Regions from separate parts of the Mus musculus genome. Here region 2 is linked to region 1. Evidence: chromatin contacts called from public Hi-C data. All regions are on one chromosome and are shown on one strand. Each heading gives the region's core, a stretch centred on a gene start, on an enhancer-like site or on the middle of the called end of the contact. The rest is flanking DNA. Distances are from core to core; before and after follow the strand shown. Region 1 overlaps D430041D05Rik (RIKEN cDNA D430041D05 gene). Region 2 overlaps D430041D05Rik (RIKEN cDNA D430041D05 gene).

Region 1 (3,336 bases), core at 555-3,054:
GTGTGTGTGTGTGTGTGTGTGTGTAGTAGTAGTAGTAGTAGTAGTAGTAGTAGTAGTAGTAGTAGCAGCAGCAGCAGTAGTAGTAGTATATACAGGTGCCCACAGAGGTCAGAACGGTGCATCAGAACCCCTGGAGCAGGAGTTCCAGATGGCTGTGAGCTGCCTGATGTGGGTACTGGGAACTGAACTTAGGTCTTCTGTAAGAGCAGCAAACACTCTCTCTAGTCCCTGCCCCTCCATTCTCGGTTTTCTGAGACAGGACTACGTACTCTGACTGGTCTTGAACTTGCTATGCAAGCAACACTCCCCTTGCATTTACAGCAATCCTGTCTCTGACTCTAGAATGGGATTTTGGTAGGTATCAGATTCAATACACAATTCCCATTGGGGAATATTGAGCTCTTTATAGCTTAAGATCTTTCAAGCAATAAACACAGCTCCATTCCCATGCCTTCGTATCTTCTGTAGTAAACTTGGTCACACCTTTCTATGAAACTTCTCACCTCATCTCTTCACTCTCTCATTCTGATTCATTAGCTCATTAGACCACAGTTCATTGCCACCATCTTTCTCCTTCTACGACAATAGCACCATGGTCCCTAGGAAGTTACCTCCCTTCTCCATTTTGTCCATGGGCTTTGGGTACAGCTGCACCTCCTCATGTTTCATGAGTGGGCATTTGTGCCAGACCATGTTGACCAAGATACTCATCTCCTTGGCCACAGTTACCAATCCAGAAGTGGGCACAGTGGGCCAATGAGAGCCAGTCCCACTGGTGGGACTGCACAGCAATGACACCAATAAACAGATGAACAAAAAATAAAAAATTTAAAGGCTCTTGGGTTTCATAAGACCATCAGCAATAAGAATAAGACAAATCTGGAAGCACCAAGGATCCCTCAGCCCAGGTAAGAGGTGTGCAGGGGTTGGAGAGACAGCTCGGTAGTGAAGAGCACTTGCCGGTCTTCCAGATAACCTGGGTTCGTTTCCCAAGCACCCACATGGCATCTTTCAGCCATTTATACCCAAGTCGTACAAGATAAGAGATCATTGTCTGGTCTCCATGGGCACTGTATGCATCTGATACACAGACATACATACAGTAGACAAAGTATACATGCAGTAAAATAGAAACAAATAAATCTTAAAAGGAGAAGGAGGAAGAAGAGGAGGGTCTGGAGGAAGTCAAGCCAAAAATGAACAGAGAACATTGAAGACAATGTTGATGCAGCTGGATCCAGTTGTGTCTCCAGCAGATAAGCTGTGACCTTCTCAGTGGAGGGAGGCCATTACAGTCTCTTTGTGCTTATGTCTCATAAGCTTGGATTCTGTTACAACCTTCATGGAGTCAATTGTAAGCTAGCTCCTAATGCTATGGGCTCTTTTAAAAATCACTTTTCCAATGACTCTGATATTTACACCCTTTTATTTCACAAGGTATTCAAAGTACCATACAAATGATATTTAATATAATGAAATGTAAAAGTGTTACAAAAACATCAATTTGGAAGTCATAGTATCATGATCCCAGGAAGACAGTGAATGTGAAGTTATCTGTGATGGTATAAGGACCAAGAAAGAGGTGTTAAATCCAGCAACATTACTTCACAATGGCCAAGGCCAATTGTGAAATGGAATTGATAAAATAATTCATTCCATTAATTCTAAAGGCTCCCAACATGTTGGACAGCATCTTAAATCTAGTTAGGTGCAATGGCCAAGTCACCTGTCCTAGTCTTTTCTAAGGAATCTTTGTTCCTTACATTTCATCCAATGACCCATAACCGGCTCAAAACAGGCTGAAGGCCAACGGCAACTTATTTATCTTGGTGTCTGAACTCTCAGCATCTAATAAACAGCACACACTCAAGAAATCTCTTAAAGTATATTCTGCCCTAATAACTACCTAGGTTCACATACCTGCCAAGACCAGAGATCTAACCCTGAAGAAAAAGATTTCCCATAAGAGCTGAGTCACGCTGCTTACAAGAATCTTAAATCTGTGACATACTGTTAGATCTTAGACTAATAAGAGCCAAGTCATAATGAGATCCTAGCCACCGAGTCGTAATGACATCCTCCCGATCCACTTTGCCTGAGCATAGAAAAGGAAAGCTGCTCCTGCAAATTAGATTATGTGCTTGCCACATGTATTGGCTTTGCTGATAATTCACTTATGCTAAATGTCAGATTCAAAAGCCCCTGGTCTAATTGCAAAGGCTTTAGAGTTCAGCAGTCAAAACAGACACAGAATAGTAGCATTAATTAGAGAAGTTGGGGGCTGGATGAATATTATTAAGAAGTGTCTGTCCTTACTGAGATCTTACACACACACACACACACACACACACACACACACACACACACACACGGGTCTGAGAAAGGCTTTTGGTGGTGTTCACACTGTTAGCCAAGAGATGGATTTCCCTTGGAAAGTTTTGCGTACTTGCCAAGGGCTTGGGGACACTCTTTCTACACTGTGTCAGTGCTGGTACAGCATGGTGGATGAGAACACAGAGTTTGCGCTCACATCTTTGCTTCATCCTTTCCCAGCCATGTGACCTGGGAGTGTCATAATCCTTCCCTCAATTCTCACCTGAACAAAATGGAGATGACATCTCAGAGAATGTCTGATCATTACACGGAAGAATATTTGTAAAACATTGAGCTGAGAGTGAGCCCACACTATAAAAGGCGTGGGTGTCTTTCATGGGTGTTTGTGTTTGCATGTGGTGATCATTATTTTTGTGTTGAAATTTGGAACTAGCCCAATGAAAATCACACAACAGTTAATCACAGAAAATCACAATGGAGTTGGTGATTTAAAAATCAATCCACAGGCCCCAAGATGACTCAGCAGATGAAGGGGCCTGCCACCAAGCATGGCAGCCTGAGCTTGGTTGCTGGAACGCACATGTTGGAAGGAAAGAACTCATTCTCTGTCCCCTGAACTCCACCTTTGCACCACAGCATGTGCTCCCCCAAACACACACACACACACACACACACACACACACACACACACACTGATCCATCGTATAAGGAATACTCAGGCTTAATTAGAAAGACTGGAGGAAGTATTACATATAAAAACCAAATACTCATCCCTGAACTCTGGTCGGTTCATAGTGACATGGAATGCTATCTGTCATAGCCAGATCTGAGCCACCCTCGCCACTGCCACGACTATCTCTATCACCTGCCCAAAGCACACACTTACATTTGCATGTGACAGTTTAGATGGGGGGGACCCATATCATTTCTGTCCAATGTACGCACTATGGCTGTCTGCATTTGCAGCCTGATGCCCCTGCTCCCTACCTGAACTGTTAGGTT
Region 2 (3,336 bases), core at 478-2,977, 68 kb before region 1:
AATGAAATGGTGCAAAAATAGTTTCGAAGCCCTAAAGAACAGCCAGCTAAAGGTCGTTAGCAGGAAAGATGTTTTCACAGTTTTAGGACGAACGAGACAGTCATATTGCAAGCGAAACTTTCAAAAGCATGCAATCTAGAATCCCAGGCACGGGCCCCAACGTAGAGGAATGTTTTACAGGTCTCTACTTTCCAGATTTGCTTCACCAGAACACTGCACTTCAGAATGCAAGACTTTGAAAAGCCCCCACCCTTGCCTCCAATTTGCCACAAGACTGTTTTCTGCCTGGTGCTAATCGGCAGCTCCACCCTGCCAGGAGAACAGTCTCCACAGATCCGACATCTGCCTGGCAAGGGCCCAGAGCAGGCTGAGGGTGGACCCCAGGCATGAGAAATGTATCTGGTTCCCTGTCTCTCTCCACCAATCACGGTCCCAGAGCCCACACAAAACACGGCAGTTTCCCCCTATTTCATGCCTGCTCTGGATCTCGCAGGCCCATGTGCCTGCCTGCCTTGCCGGAAGCAGGGATATATTTAGAAAGCTACTTCTGGAAAACAAACTCCAGGGGCTCTGCCTTTGTGGAAGGCTGACAGAGGAGTGGGGAGGCCTTTGCAGCCACTTCCTTCTGAGCCCACATCGCAGACGAGTCTCCACCAATAAAACGAGACTGGCTCTTAGTGGCACAGGTTGGGGTCTAAGGAGTTTGGTGACTTCTCTCTTACAGAAATCCCCATTTCATTCCGCTGGCCCACTGGAATCATCTAGGCCACAGAGTGAGGAGACAAGTGTGGTTTCTGCATTCTGGGTGAGCTGAAGAGACAGGATGTGGTTTCCTAATTGACTTTTAATCTTCCAGGCAGTGAAAACTGAGACCGCACAGACAGGACAGTGAGAGACAGAGGTATCCAAGTCTTCACGGTCATTTCTGCTCCTGTGCAAAGCTCTCTAGCATGCGGCAGGAGCCTGATGGGGCAGACTCCAGCACTTCTGTCCCATAGGCGGCTGCTCTTCACATGCAGTGGGGGTTTAATACTGAGTGGGTTAAAATATCCCACTGGCCCACACTGTTTGGGAAAGTATGACCTTAGAGGTCACCTTGGGTGGTGTATCCATGTGCTGGAGTAACAGGAAAGGTCTCGGGTCCCCATCACCAAACCCATCTCCAGTCACACCATACCCGCGAAGGCTCCCTTTGGGTATGGTTAGAACTTTCCTTGGTGTAGAATACACTTCACAGCAGATGGAAGATGCCTACAGGACTGGGATAGAAAGACAGAAGACAAGGGATCGCTCACCCCTGGTGGAGTCTGAAAGCCATGGGTACCACTGTTTCCTGCCTCCCACCTCCATACAGCATCACCAGCATCAGCCCGTTTGTTCTCACGGTAATCCCATGTGGTAGGACCACATGCATGCCCATTTTATACACAAGCACCCTAAAGAACAGGCAGGTGAAACAACTACTCATAATTCACACAGCTAGGTGGTAGTTCAGCTCCAGAAACCACAGCACAGTCCCCTGTGTTGCTTGTGAGCTTTGAAGGTAATCTATAAGCCAAAGTCACCCAAATAACACTAGTTTTAACTGTTTCAAACAGGAGTCAGTCTGAAAGCATCACAGAAAGCTGCTTTGTGTTTTACTTTGAGATTAATCACCAAGGCTGAGCTGGTGCTGCAGGCCAGGAAGGGACAGGGAGGACCTTGTCTGTGAGTCAGCACTCCTTCATAGCTGACAGACTGTCCCCACGTCTACCCAGATACGATCTTCCTCCTCTTCAGCCTTGCAAAGGCCAGACAGCTGCACAGAATATCTTCGGCACCACCTCTTTCAAATCCACCTCAGATGTACATAGTTCCAACTTAGCATGGGCTTCCCAATACCACAGGCACCACGCTGGTGTCCTGGTACCATCTCAGGCTGGCTGCTTCCTGAGTGGCCACCCAAAGAGGAGACTGAGTGACATGAAAGGGAACAATGCCATGGAGGAGTGTGCTGGACTCCTTCCTTAGAGAAGAGCCTTCCTCATGCAGCCTGCACTGTGACAGTCGTGGCATCTGTCCTTCCCTTCCTGTGCTCTCATTTGGTTCTGCTGCTGTGATAAAACACTGACCAAAAAAAGCACCTCGGGGAGGGAGGGCTTTATTTCATCTTATGCTTCCAGGCAACAGTCCCATCACTGAGGGACATCAGGGCAGGTGCTCAAGGCAGGAACCTTTAGGCAGGTGCTGAAGCAGATGCTATGGAGGAGAGCTGCTTCCTGGCTTGCTCAGCCTGCTTTCTTGTGATAAATAATCTTGGCCCACCTGCCCAGGGTAGCACCTTCTACATTGGGGGCAGGGCCTTCAAGTCATTAATCAAGAAAATGTCTCACAGATGTGCCTACAGGCCAAGGTGATGGAAGCTGTCTTAGGGTTTTACTGCTGTGAATGGACACCATGACCATGACAACTCTTATAAAAATAAGTTTAGTTGAGGATGGCTCACAGGTTCAGAGATTCAGTCCATTATCATCAAGGCAGGAGCATGGCAGTATCCAGGCAGGCATGGTACAGGCAGAGCTGAGAATTCAACATCTTCATCTGAAGGCTGCTAGCAGAATACTGACTTCCAGGCAGCTAGGGTCAGGGTCTTCAGCCCACACCCACAATAACACACCTATTCCAACAAGGCTACACCTACTAATAGTGCCGCTCCCTGGGCCAAGCATAGACAAACTATCACAGAAACAATTTCTCCATTGAGGTTTGCCTCTTCCCAGGTGACTTTTGGTTAGTGACAAGTTGACAAAAAACAAACCAGTACACCCTGTGTCTCAGCTAGTGGCTCAGGATGGGACAAAGCCCGTGTCAGGCCCACTGCTGAGACCTGGTTTAGGTACATCAACCAGTGTTGCCTCTTGCTATTACCATGATTGACACAGAACTGGGCGTTTACTTTATGGTGGTGCAGTCGGAGTAAAACTTAAAACTTTGCTTCATAATGGGAAAAAGAAAATTTTCTGCTGTGCTGGTTAATGTGGGATGCAGACATGAGAGCTGGAACTTCTGCAGCCGTTTGGTAGAGAGAAGCAAGACCATGCTGAAGGGAACACAGTCCTGTACACTGCGGAGGGAGGAGCCCACACGTCAGTCATATCATCCCTGGACTGGCTGTAATCAATGCATTTCCTGTTGTTTTAAAAACAGTTGCTGAGTTGGGGTTTCTGCCGCTTCTAGCCAAAGCGTCTGAACTGATAACCACCGCTCAGGCTAGAAGCAGCAGTGTACGTGAACATGTGTTTACAGCTTTGATAGTGCATATGTGTTTCAGAGGTATAAACGTGCCCACTTTATAAG

What was found. Hi-C and Micro-C count contacts between places; a contact is called where the count stands out from the background.
Region 2: a contact with region 1 is called in a Hi-C map of the N1E-115 cell line, with 2.3 times the contacts expected there. The contact joins two enhancer-like sites. A contact is called at or near these places in 5 of 39 promoter capture datasets (the 3T3-L1 cell line, 3T3-L1-derived adipocytes, cranial neural crest and 2 more), 1 of 15 datasets of contacts at CTCF or cohesin (CD8 T cells), 9 of 484 Hi-C or Micro-C datasets (the N1E-115 cell line, embryonic fibroblasts, embryonic stem cells and 4 more), 1 of 115 datasets of contacts at active chromatin or transcription factors (embryonic stem cells) and 3 of 9 other capture datasets (adipose tissue, liver and pancreatic islet).

Annotation. Positions count from the first base shown.
Region 1 is chr2:104,244,932-104,248,267 of GRCm38.p6, forward strand. D430041D05Rik (RIKEN cDNA D430041D05 gene) reads right to left here. Exons shown (of 21, transcript NM_001368844.1): 6 at 3,322-3,336. Among named protein-coding and RNA genes, the nearest start is that of Gm22501, 18 kb to the left of the region's middle. Within about 2 kb of position 1,805, at least 1 of the 459 cell types and tissues checked has an H3K27ac peak or open chromatin away from gene starts, as enhancers often do. A contact at or near this core is called in the N1E-115 cell line, where this site is marked.
Region 2 is chr2:104,176,679-104,180,014 of GRCm38.p6, forward strand. All of the region lies in intron 16 of D430041D05Rik (RIKEN cDNA D430041D05 gene), which reads right to left. Among named protein-coding and RNA genes, the nearest start is that of Gm22501, 50 kb to the right of the region's middle. Within about 2 kb of position 1,728, at least 85 of the 459 cell types and tissues checked have an H3K27ac peak or open chromatin away from gene starts, as enhancers often do. A contact at or near this core is called in the N1E-115 cell line, where this site is marked.